3 separate regions of the Sus scrofa genome follow, and all the other regions are linked to region 1. A link is a contact called in public HiChIP or PLAC-seq and promoter capture Hi-C data. All regions are on one chromosome and are shown on one strand. The core of a region is the stretch at or near the end of the contact, and the rest is flanking DNA. Distances in the headings are between cores, read along the strand shown. Region 1 holds the start of SLC38A2 (solute carrier family 38 member 2). Region 2 overlaps LOC106510390 (a long non-coding RNA gene). Region 3 holds the start of SLC38A1 (sodium-coupled neutral amino acid transporter 1).

What was found. Promoter capture Hi-C pulls out the DNA fragments that hold promoters and counts their contacts. HiChIP or PLAC-seq counts read pairs in DNA pulled down with a chosen protein or histone mark.
Region 2: a contact with region 1 is called in a promoter capture Hi-C map of liver, with 3 times the contacts expected there. The contact joins the enhancer-like site here to the promoter of SLC38A2 in region 1. A contact is called at or near these places in 2 of 5 promoter capture datasets (both in liver), 5 of 47 Hi-C or Micro-C datasets (embryonic fibroblasts, liver, retroperitoneal adipose tissue and 1 more) and 1 of 2 datasets of contacts at active chromatin or transcription factors (skeletal muscle).
Region 3: a contact with region 1 is called in an H3K27ac HiChIP or PLAC-seq map of skeletal muscle. The contact joins the promoter of SLC38A1 here to the promoter of SLC38A2 in region 1. A contact is called at or near these places in 1 of 5 promoter capture datasets (liver), 6 of 47 Hi-C or Micro-C datasets (embryonic fibroblasts, fetal heart ventricle, heart right ventricle and 2 more) and 1 of 2 datasets of contacts at active chromatin or transcription factors (skeletal muscle).

The regions. Positions count from the first base shown.
Region 1 is chr5:77,124,111-77,128,098 of Sscrofa11.1, forward strand. It overlaps SLC38A2 (solute carrier family 38 member 2), which reads right to left and starts at 2,033. Exons shown (of 15, transcript NM_001317081.1): 1 at 1,918-2,033; 2 at 1,534-1,615; 3 at 1,270-1,385. The coding sequence starts at 2,033.
Region 2 is chr5:77,172,017-77,176,004 of Sscrofa11.1, forward strand. All of the region lies in intron 1 of LOC106510390 (a long non-coding RNA gene), which reads left to right. Among named protein-coding and RNA genes, the nearest start is that of SLC38A2, 48 kb to the left of the region's middle. Within about 2 kb of position 1,850, at least 25 of the 83 cell types and tissues checked have an H3K27ac peak or open chromatin away from gene starts, as enhancers often do. A contact at or near this core is called in liver and retroperitoneal adipose tissue, where this site is marked.
Region 3 is chr5:77,074,643-77,078,630 of Sscrofa11.1, forward strand. It overlaps SLC38A1 (sodium-coupled neutral amino acid transporter 1), which reads right to left and starts at 2,081. Exons shown (of 18, transcript XM_003355629.4): 1 at 1,758-2,081. It overlaps LOC110260812, which reads left to right and starts at 2,081. Exons shown (of 1, transcript XM_021092993.1): 1 at 2,081-3,734. The coding sequence starts at 2,281. The coding sequence ends at 3,231.

The DNA.
Region 1 (3,988 bases), core at 783-3,282:
CATACTAAGAGTTAGGAAGGGTTTCAAATACTTGACAATAATGCCATTCAAGCACCCCAAGGAAAAATTTGAAACTCCAGGGTCCTTTCTATGTAAATTCCTGGTGCTCATTCTTAGATTGCCAATAGCCTCACGCTAATGAAGTAATAAGCTGAGTGAATCCTAGCTTCCAGTGCTCAAAGCCATGCTTAACTTCAGTGTGGAATTTCATCACAAATTTCTTTTCTGCTGGGAAAAATAACTTGAGTAGAAGGCACCAGTTAGCTAACTAAAATACACCTGTAGCTAAAAGACAATGCCAGGCTACGTGTACGAGCAGTTTTTTTCATCCAGACAGTAAATCACACTATCTTCCACAGAAAGCACCTTAGCTAGGAGGCGGTACTAGTAGTCTTAGTAGTTAACGATACACACGTCACTGAAAATGTGTACGCAACTTTACACGCATTTTTCTTTTGTTTTCCTGGGAAAAGGTCCAAACTTTTCTACTATATTCTCTCCAAGGGTCAGTGACCCCCAAACAGTTAAAAACCACTGTTCTAAAGTACATAGTTCCAAAATTCTAAGTATTTATGCTGGAAAGTACAGGAATAACTAATTCTAACTGGGTAAGAAAAAAGAAAAAAAGCAATTCAAAGCGGATAGTTATTAAAATATTCCTCTTTTGCTGTGGCAATCACAAGGCCTGAAGAAATATGTATTAAAAAAAAAAAAATCACATATGGGTTGCTTTTCTGTGTCCAGAAGATTATGACTCACTTGTCTCAAAACAAACATGTTCCAGGTTAGGCAAATACCACCACACCCTATATATTTAAAAAAAAAAACTAGTTGTGTTCCTTATGTACATAAGGGGCCACAGGTCCTTGGGATGACTGTCAATTTACCAACTGACTTGGAGATACCATGTTTTTTAATACCTCTTGCTTCAGATTTTGCCAGAACAAAAATTCTAACTACCCAGGACTTATCAACAATTCTTTTTTAATAGCCAATCACTTTTCAATTTTAACTATTCCCACTGACTTAAACACTTTCAGTTTAATTATCAGTTTTGGATGTTGTCCTAATTTTTCCTCTCTAATTGGCTTTTTTAGTATCATGCAGCTAAATAGTAGAATAAAGAGATTTTTCTGAATTCTCATATTTTAAATTTCAAGCAAATGACTTTTAACTACTTCAACTGTAAATTCAGTCTCTGGAGCCAAAATATACGTTGTATCATATTAACTGCCCTGCATGGCAGACTCTCTACTTACACATACTTACATAAAAAGAGCAATTCCAGTATTAGCCATGGCATAAGAAAGCCCAAGGATTCCACTGCCCACAATCGCATTGCTCAGATTAAATACTGACATTCCAAAGGAAGTAGTACCTGGATGCTACATAGAGGGAAACGATAACCAAACATATAACAATAATTAAAAGGAGAAAAACCAGCTTTGGGCAAGTTAGATTTGAAATCTAAAAGTAAAACTATTCTTTTAGTCCATAAAGCCACAGAGATACAAAATATTGTTTTTAACTTACAAAGTCTGTTTCATACTTCTTCTTCCCCAAATTCGATTCAAGTAAAAAGTTCTGGTTTTCAGGATCTACATCTGCATAATGGCTGCAAAAAAAGAGAAAAAAATCCTAAATTGGGCTGAAAGATACAAAGGAATGCTTTAACACAAAAGCCCCCATCCCATTTAGCTGTCACACATCTTTATTTAAATGCACATTAACTAGGAGTCTTTTAACTGGAAGACTTTTACAGGATATCATGTCATTGCAATAAACCCCATCATCTCAAAAATTGCACAGTCTCTCCAAACGCTACAGTAAATTAAAGCAACAGAAGCAGAGTCCCAGGTAAAGAACCTTCAGTGTATATACAAGTCGTTTTTTAAAAAAGCACACAACTTCTCCCACCTTTTCAGAGCAGCTTGCTTGGTGGGGTAGGAGTAGTTGAAGTCGCTGTTGGAACTGTAGCTGCTGCTGTCCTCATCCGGAGAAATATTGAACCTTCCCATTTCGGTTTTCTTCATGCTGTGGAGCGACAGGAATCGGGAGCAGCAAGTAACGCCGGGTGCCTTTTGTCCTTGGCGATGCACGGGCCCGGGCGGCTGCCTGTGAAGGTAGAGGCGGCGCGTCAGGACTGCAGCGCCCGCCCGCCCTGGTCACGTGACGCCGCCGGGCGGCGCAGCGCGGCTGATTCATCCCTGGCCAGGCGAGTGGAAAAGTACCAGCCGAGCGCGAGGGGCGGGGGCGCGCGCGGAGGGGCGGAAAAGTACAGACCGCGGAGCCGCGGAGAACAAAGATGGTCCCACTGCAGCGCTGCGGCCTCGGAGGCCCGCGCCCTCTGAACCCCGCGGCCTCTCGCCACTGGAATTTAGAGTTTCGCCCTCTCCATTCTCTCCACTTTCACGGGAAGGAGTCTCTTGCTTTTCTCGAAGCCTCCTTGGTCATGCACATGCACGCAGGGCACACATCCCACCCAAACATTGGCTGGATGTGCAAGCAGCCCAGAGCCCAAGCGCAAAGCTCCCCGTGTCTGGCATTTGCAACAGCAATGCCGCGTCGTCCGTCCTTTCACTCCCGGAGCCCCCAGAAGGGGAAATGCCTCTGCGGCACACAGACTCAAAGCGGGCGAAAAGGGCTGACACGAGTGCTCCTCTCCCGAGAAGGGGAGGACGTCCGTTCGCGGGCTCGCAGAAGCGCCTAAGGTTTGTTTACACGCGCACGCCCGTGCCTTCGAGCACACCCGTCCACAGGCATTCGGCCCGCGAGCGCTTCGCCCGGTTGGCCCCTCCTATGCCCGGAAAGGAAACTGATGCAATATCGATCGCCGATTGTCAAACGTTCCCGGCTGCTCTTCCCCAGTCCTGGCCCCCAAGCTATACTAAAAACCCGAACCCTCCTCCGCCGCCCCCGAATTCCGGGACCCTTGGCTGTAATTGTTTTCATTAATTCAAATCAGTCAGAAGACTTGTCGCAGCGGAGCCGCGGGCCCAGCTGGCTCCCCTCCCCCTAACGGGAGGATGCGGTTCCGCTCCGGGCGGGCACGCGGCCCCTGCGTCGCGCCCCTCCCCCGCCCGGAGGAGGGCGGTGACCCTCGTGCGGGCCGGGGTCGAAGACTGGCCAGCAGACCGAAAACACCCTCCGCTGAAGCAAACCACCCGCAGCTGCTTTCCCGCCGCGGCCCCTCCCGGACGCCCCTCCCCCGCTCCGCCGGGGGCCCGCGCCCTTTGCACAGACGCCCCCGCGCGCTTTACCTCAGAGGTCTCGGCTCCTGTATCCCGGAAACAACACGCAAAGGCCTTCGGTGAGTTTTTCTCAGTCAAACAAAAATTGTAAAAAAACAAAAACAAAAACAAAACCCCAACAACAGACAGGAAAAGAATTTTAATTTAAAAAGGGAAATGGTACGTTGCCGCCCCAATCGTCCGGCGTCCGCCGTCTGAAAGGAAAGGCGCGAGTGTGTGGGAACGCGTGGTCGGGCTGCCGGCGGTGAGGCGAGGAAAGTGCTCCCGGACGGCGGCGTCGCGCGGCTCTGGAGCAGCCCGGCGAGCGGCGGGTTTTAGCGGCCGCCCGGGAGTACGCGTCAGTGGGCGGGGCCGCAGCCGCTGGGTGCCTGCTCTTTGTGTATCAACACCACCTGTGCTCCGCCCCCGGCCCGCCCGGGCCCTCGAAGCCCCGCCCCGCCGCAGCCGCGCCCCTCCCCCGCGGCAGAGGCGGGCGGTCCGGCCCACTGGCACCCCCCGCCACCGCCCCCGCACTGGCGAAGCCTACTGTGCAGGCTCCGGGGCAGTTTGGAGAGACCCCAGTGCTTCCCTCGCTCTGTTCCTTTCAGCCCCGATTGGTGCCCTAGACAAGGGGTTGTCTCTGAGAAAGGGTTCCCTTCACATTTCCTTCTGCCCGGGTTACCAGCAGCAGGCTCTGCTTTCTCCTCGAAGCTTTTTGGGGACACATCCCGCCCACCCAAACCTTTCCTGCCTGTTAT
Region 2 (3,988 bases), core at 600-3,099, 48 kb after region 1:
CGTCTTCAACCTACACCACAGCTCACGGCAATGCCAGATCGTTAACCCACTGAGCAAGGCCAGGGATCGAACCCGAAACCTCATGGTTTCTAGTCGGATTCGTTAACCACTGGGCCACGACTGGAACTCCCCGGTACTGAGTCTTTTGAAGCAAGGACATGCTATGCCTTTCCATTTGTATGAGTCTTTTAAAAAATAGCAATTAAGTTTTTCTTGAGGAACTTTCATCTTTTTTTTTTTTTTTTTTTTTTTTTTTTTTTTTGGTGAGTAGAATGATTCTGTTATCTCTTCTGGTTGTTGTTTGTGTGTATGAAGACTATTGATTTTCCCGTATTGTGGTTTTTACCATACTGGAGTCTTTCATTGTTTATATAGTTTTTCAGCTGATTCTCTTGAGTCCCTCAGCTAAACAATCATTTTATCTACACATACCTTCAGAACAATATTAAATTATGATGATGTTAACTTATATGGCCAGGTTAACTTATTTCTGTGCACATTTCCAAACAAATTCTCTCTGGCTAACTGTTTAATTGAAAAGCAATATAAGCTGTTAAATATGAACACAGGATAAAACATCCAAACCACAAAAACAAGACCAAGCCACCAACCAACATAAACTGTTCTCATTTGCAACTGCTTGTGGATCAAACTTCTCTCAATTTTAGTGAAAACAGCAAAACGAAATTTTTGGATCCTGAGTGATTTGTATCACTGTCACGAATAACTTCCAATTTCAAATTTTTTGTGTTCCTTAAAGCTCATTGTGTCATTTATTAATCTTATAATAAAAACATGTAACAAAATTGAACCGATAAATTACTCTAATGAAATATTGCTTTTATGATCTGTTTATGTTGTGGAGCCGCTTGAGATTTCCTTTGAAAATCAAGTTTACTTGACAAGGTAAATGGAAAATGCCGAAATTATTCCTCTTGCTTCTCATTTTACCGGTATGGAAGTTAGTCATTGTAGACCCAGTGTCAGTAGGTCAGTGACCCTACAGTCCTTGTCTTTTGTGCTGGAAATTTCTGCAGAGAGGGAACCCTAAGACGCCCAGGAGTGATATTCTTAACATCCTAATTGTTTGCTTACCTGCAATGTATGGATTGTTAAGATAAAGCAGGGTGGGAACCCAACCTACCCAGGCATATCTTTCATCTGAATATGAAGGAAATGATTCATTGACGCTCAACCAGAAAGACCTTGCCTGGAAAACACAGCTCAGTATTGTGTAATCAAGCATTGAAAACAAAGTGTCTGAGAAAAATAATTTAGAAATCAATTCCCATCACTTTCCCTTATTCGTTTAACCTTTTGTTTGTGTTCAGTGGTAACCGCCAACGTGTTTTGCTTTCAGTGTTAAGTTGATTCGCACCAACTTATGAAGTGGGAAGGCGGGTGCCATCACTTTCATTTTACAAGTGAGGAAAGGAAGGCTCACATTGGCCCAGGGTTGCCCAGGCAGAAAGTGGCAGAGCCAGGAATTACGAAATCTAGGTCTGCCTCGGAAGTGGGAGGGCATGGATTATATAACTGTATCTTCTAGAAATTCAGTCTTCTGCTCTGTGGGATGAGCATAATAGTCATTTTTCAGTGTAGTTATAAAAGTGAAATGAGATACTGTTAAGTAAAACACCTAAGTCAGAATTTAACATGTGCCTGACTTTGATACATACTTACTTCACCTACTTTTTAGCTCTTTACTCTCAGTGCCACGTTTATAGTTCTATAGCTATGGCCTTAATCAGTATATTAAAATTTCCACTGCTAGAATTCCCTGGTGACCTAGGTTAGGGACCCAGTGTTGTCACTGCTGTGGCTCAGGCTTGATCCCTGGCCCGGAACTTCTGTGTCCTGTGGGCGCGGCCAAAAAAGTTTTTTTTTCCACTGCCTAATTCCTATGTACGATATTGGTAAATTAGGGTATTACTATATTAAATCGCAATATAATATTTTCCTAGGCCTAACTTATAGCAAGTTTCAGTGTTTTAGTTACTAACCTCTTCCCCCATGTTTGGCAAAGGACCAAGAGTATTTGAGGGGATTAAGATGAACCTCCAATTCCATTAAACAGAGTTAGAGTGAAGTTAAAATACAGTTACAAGGTGACATATCTGAAGGGGCAATAAGTAGTGGGTGTAAGCAAAATCATAAAAATCCATTTATCTGCCAACACATTTTATGTAAGAGATTACACTACTGGTCAGGAATTTCCTGCTGTATGTCATTTTTTTTTTCTCTCTATGGAAATTTTCAATAGCTCGTAATGGGCTGTTGTGCTTCCTCTTCAGGCTTGGCTGTTATCAGTTCCATTCAGATATTCCTTCCTATTCAGTTTGGAGTGTTTTGTGACACTTATGAATGAGTGCATCTATTTTTTAACGATTAGAATGTTGATTTATATCACAGGAGACTCATCATTTCTGCTCCCCACCCCCCCGCCCCACAGACCTGTTGTAAGAATTTACTCTTCAAGCATACGCTCATTCTTTGAACCTCCAGGAAAAGGATGCCACAAAATCAAAAGCCATATGTGAATTTTATAAGAAATGATTTCCTCCTAAAATAATAGGCAAAGGTAACACAACAATTTCTAGGTAAGTGAAGAAACATATTTGAGTGTTTCTAGTGACGCAGGTAATGCCGAATGAAAGGGAGAGCACGGTGGAAAGAGTATTTGATGTGAAGCAGAAAACTAAAGTTTTTGTCCACGCTCTGCTACTGACAGCGTTAGCATGCTCAAGACTCTTCAGGCTGCCAAACCTCATTTCTTTAGTTGCAGAAATGGGTGTTGTATAATTGCTCTTAATCCCTGTCTTATATTATTAGGACAAATGTAACTCCTCAGAAAATCTTAGTTTACAGCTGTGATGTAAGACTTTACTCAGGCATCCTTGTTTTATTGTGGTTGGATATGCAAATTAAATCTTTAGCTACTTCAGTGTTTGTACAAGTAATTGGCAAACAGAAAGTAATATAAAAGAAATCAGTAGATTTTATGTTCTCTAACTTTCAATGGAGAACCATGGTTTTATGTTTTATTAAAAAAATAGATTCAACAGTAGCTGACTCAGGGAGTTAGGTTCCTAAACAGTCTGCCAGCAAAGAGAAAAAAATTAATATTTTCTCAAAATGACTTGCATCAGTTGCATACAACTATTGTCAATTGTATCATATCAGATATTTGGATCATATCAGATAATTTGATACCTAAATTCATTTCTGGTATATTATACAGTCCTAAATATTTAAAAAAATTTGTGACTTTTCTTCTTGACTAAAAATATGGAATTAATTTCCAGAAATCCAATTGTGGATAAATACAGGGACTGTATTGGAAAACTTCATTTTGCCAACAGATAAAAGGGGAAAATAGACTAGAGATATTCATCTTTGGAAAAGTGATGGCAAATTTTTTTAGTATCTGCAAGTGATATGATTGTCTATTTGGTAAAACTAGAAAATCAATTGCAATACACTATATCTAGTCATTTGTGATGGAAAAAGATGGAGGATAATGTGAGAAAAATATGTGTGTGTGTGTGTGTGTGTGTGAGAGAGAGAGAGAGAGAGAGAGATTGGGTCACTTTGCTATACAGTAAAAAATTGACAGAACACTGTAAACCAACTATAATGGGAAAAATAAAAGTCTTTAAAAAAAGAAATGATGAGAGAATTTAGTAAGAAGATATGTTAAAAGAAGTACCCCAAACTCAATAGCTCTCTTTTATACCAAATATTGCTAGTTAAAAAATATAAGGGAAAAAAGAATTCCATTCTTATTAGAACATGACATCCATGAGGGCAGAGAACAATTTTTTGTTCACTGCTGCATTCCCAGCTCCTAGAACAGTGTCTGGCACATGATTGACAACAAGAAGCATTTATTGAATAAGTGAATGAATAACAAAACATCACAACATGATTGGGAACAATCTTCATATGAAATTCATAGGGCCTTTACAAAGAAAATCATTTTGCTACA
Region 3 (3,988 bases), core at 831-3,330, 49 kb before region 1:
TGGGGGGAGTGAATAAACCTCAAGTTTAATACCTCAAGCCAAACTAAGTGAGTTTTACAAGGCGATATAGTGAGAACTGCGGAGGAAAAAAAAAAAAAACATTTTGAGGTTGGGGTTCAAACCAAATTCCAGGAGGCCCTCCATGGATCAGATAGAGCCCCATTTTGGCCGTTCTGCATGGATTCCAGGCATACCCACCCCGCCAGAGACGTTTTACAATGAGGCCAGCCAGCCACCTAGCTCAGGTTTTATTTCCGTTGTCCTTCTGACGTCAGAAAAAGCACGAGTTGCTGCACAGTTTCTTCTATCAAGGTGACAAATTACAGGCTTGCTGGGCCTTGCAGTCTGCAAACCATAGATTTAGTCTCTCCTCCCCTCTACGTTAAAAAATTTTAAACCCACGGCAGAGATGCCAGATCCCTTCCCAAATGCAAATACATAACGTTTCCTCTCGCTGGGGTCTTTTCCCCTCTACTACACACATCCCAGGGATTCGACTGCGATAGTATACGATCCTGGTGGCAGTTAGATTTTCACCGGAGAACCAGCGCTATGAAAACTGGGTCCGCGCCGCAGAGGGCGACACAAAGGACTCTAGATTGTAGCACCACCTTCCCAAGCCGAAGACAGCCTGTGAAAGGCACCAGAAGCGCCGTGACGCTCTTACCGCGAAATTCTTTTTGCCGCCATATGTACTTACTTGTGCCTTCTTCACTGTCTACGGTTCAGCCCAAGCCCTGGGCCGGGCGGTTCCGCAGGGAAGCGACGCCCAGGCAGCCCCGTAACCTGGGGGTCCCAGTGGATGCTGAGGCTCCCGATGCTCCGGGAAGCGGATTGCCGCGGTGGGGACGCGCACTAGTGCGAAGGAGCGTTTTCCTTCCAGCACTGCTGGCGGCGAGGTTAAAGGCCTTTTGTGGCCACCTTTAGGGACCTGAGCGAGATGCAGGTCTTGGGAGAGGAGGTGGGAATGGAGACGAGGATCCTCCGAGCCCCGGCCCCCGTGCAAGCGGTGGCCTTTTGTTCGTCAGCTCCAGCAGATCCCAGCTCTCAGAAAACCGCAATTCTCCTTTTCTCCCCTTCTTTGTTTGGGAAAGAACCTCTTCGGGGCGGGAAAGGGCAGTGAGTCACTGCCAGCATCCTTTAGTAATGCTCCCCGCCCCGCATCCTCCCACTCCTCTCGGTTACTGAGAGCCGGGCAGAGCTCGAGAAGGGCCGGCACGCGTGCTCCTGTTTACTCCCGCTCCGCGCCTCCGCTCCCCAGGCCAGCAGCCAGTCCCTAAGACCCAGCCGGCCGCACGCAACCCCCCGGAAACATCACATGTCCTCCTTAGGGCCCTGCAGACACAGGAAATTCCCCGCAAATGCCCGGCATTCATACACTCCTCGGGTACGCAGTCTCGCCCTCATGTCGGCTGCGCTCTCCCCCCGCGTGGTCCCTGATCCTCATATAATTTAACCAAATCTGGTGCCACAATCTGCCACTCTGAAAACAAGACCCCAGAAGTAAGCCACAGCCCACTCAAAGGTGAAATCGGGCTCCGGCGCCTCCTTACTCTGCTGCGGGCAGTCAGAAGAACCGGAGTTCTGGACTTTTCTTAAAGGCAAAAATCCCAACGCATCCCGCACAGCCGCGCACTCCTTCCTTTCACGCCGCATGGATGACTTCTGCGTTACCGTCTCCTCTCACATCTAAAACATCCCTTCCCCTCCCCGCCGCCACTCCCTCAGCTCTCCCGGGGAGTGGAAAATCGCCTTACCTGGGATAATAAAGGGAAAAGTGGCGAAGGGAGACGTCAAGATATCCGCCCTTCCGGGCTTTTCCCCCGGCGAGCGATGTCCTTTGTGTCAAGGTCTGGCTGCTTCGACGGGGAAAAGGTGGCCTCCGTCAGCTAGAGTTGGGCGGGGAGGCTCGGCGTGGCGTGGCGGGAGGAAGGTGAAGGGCGGCGACCTTCAGGAGGAGCGGTGTGGCTGCCCCAGCCTGCGCTCTCTTGGCTCTCTCCTCCTCCTTTTGGGGCCGATTGCATCAGAAGCTCCCCCACGACCAATCCCCATCCACACAGTGTTCGCCAGCCTCACACTTACATCCACACGCTCGACCGCTGAGGGTCCCGAGTCGCAGTCATTCTCCTACAGGGGGCGCGTCGCCCTGGCGCAACCATGGCTCGTGATGGTTTAGCGGGGAAAGTCAGGCTATTCCTCCTCGTCCCGTGAGCCGTCGCCTCTGCTCTTGCGCGCCCGCTCTTTAACCGAAGCTGCGTGTCTCTGAGCGGTGCCCGTCACATGGTGACCCCGCCGGCGGCCGCCCCTTGGAGCCTCCCGGTCGCAGCCCGCCGAGGATGCAGCGACCGCAGCTGGCGGAGACTGAGCATCATCGCAAGAGGCAGGCAGGGGTTGCGAACGCGCGTGTGCTGGGCGCGCCGGCGGTGGCACCGGGAGCGGAGGCTGCGCGCAGCCTGGACACCTGCCCCACGCCCTCCTGGGGCCGGGCAGCAAGCCAGAACCCAGTCGCGGCGGCGGCTGGAGACCCGGAGCCCTCGGGGATGGAGATGGGGGTTGCTGAGGGGGTTCGGAAGGAGGCCAGGAGGGCTGGTGGCTTGGGGGCGAGGGGCGCGTTTGGGATACGCCAGGGCCGAGCGGGGACGCGCTAGCGCGGGAGTTGCATTGTGGGAAGGGAGCTGGGAGAGGATGGCGGCCGGAGTGGTGGGTCCGCGCGTAGCCCCGCGAGTCACGGGCAGCGAGGGAACGGCGTGTCGGCTCCCGGGACTGCAACAAAATACCGGGGTTGCCGGGGGTGGGGGCGAAGTGGCCAGAGCCCCGGGGCGCGCCAGCACCCCTGGACACCCTTTGTGCGTAACCCGCCGACGGAGGCGCCTCCCCTCTTCCGGATACCTCGCCAGCCCTCCCGGAGCTCTGTGCTGGGGGACTTTCTTTGGGGGATTGGTGATTTTGCTGGACTGCAGGTGGGCTTCGGCCCGCGGGGAGACCCCACGTAATCCCGGCCCTGGGGCCCGGCGCGTCTGGGTTCACGGAACCGGGCGCTCGAAATCGGGGGTCAGCGTGGGGCGAGAGAGCAGGTTGGAGGAGACTGGGACAGCTGGGCCCGTTTCCCTTTCTTTTGCTCTCTCTTTGTTCCAGGCACAGCTCCTTTGCACTGACTGGACACTTCCTTGCAGGGACGTGTGTTTCCTTAAAATGGCGACAGGAAATCCCACCTGCGCGCCAGCCAATTAGACTGTCAGCACCGCGCGAATTTGCGGGGTGGAAACTCGAGCCTTTTATTGACGGGAATGGTTCCGTCTCCGTGTTCCATCAAAACAGGAAAGGGAAGGTGAATCATCATTCAAAAATTAACCTACCTGGAGAATTTCAAGCGGGCAGACCGAGTAGTCTGTGCCATGGAGGGACTATGGTTTTTTTAATCATCGCTGGAAAAACGAGAGGACAACCACACTCCTCACAGCTGACTAAAATCCTCATTGCCTCGGATGGCATTAAATGGTCTTCATTAGTTCAACGGGGAATGTCTGAGAACCACCTTCAGAAGGCCCGCTCTTGAATAAACCCAAGAAACTGAAAGGCAGGGCAAATAGTAGGAGGAAGGTGGTGGACAGCCTCGCCCCCACAGACCTGCGATGAATTCTGCCTGACACTGCTTCTCTCACCTGCTTCGCTTTTGTCCTTAGTCCTGTTTCCCAATTTGTTTAAAAAAAAAAAAAAAAAAAAAAAAAAGAGGGTTAGTGCTACCACATCATACCAATATTCTACAAGTCACCAAAAAAAAGTTGGTTCTTCTCCCCTTCCTTCCTAGAGGAAGTTAATTTAGAAAGAAATTACCCATTTTTAAGTAGTGTGCACCTTGCGGGGAAGAGATCATTCTTACTATGAATAAGGTAAGAGATCTGAATAGGCTAAGTAGGTAGAGGGCAAGCATCACTCCGTAAGCCTGTCGAGATGTTTACCTTATTGAGCAGAATGTGTATCTGCCAGA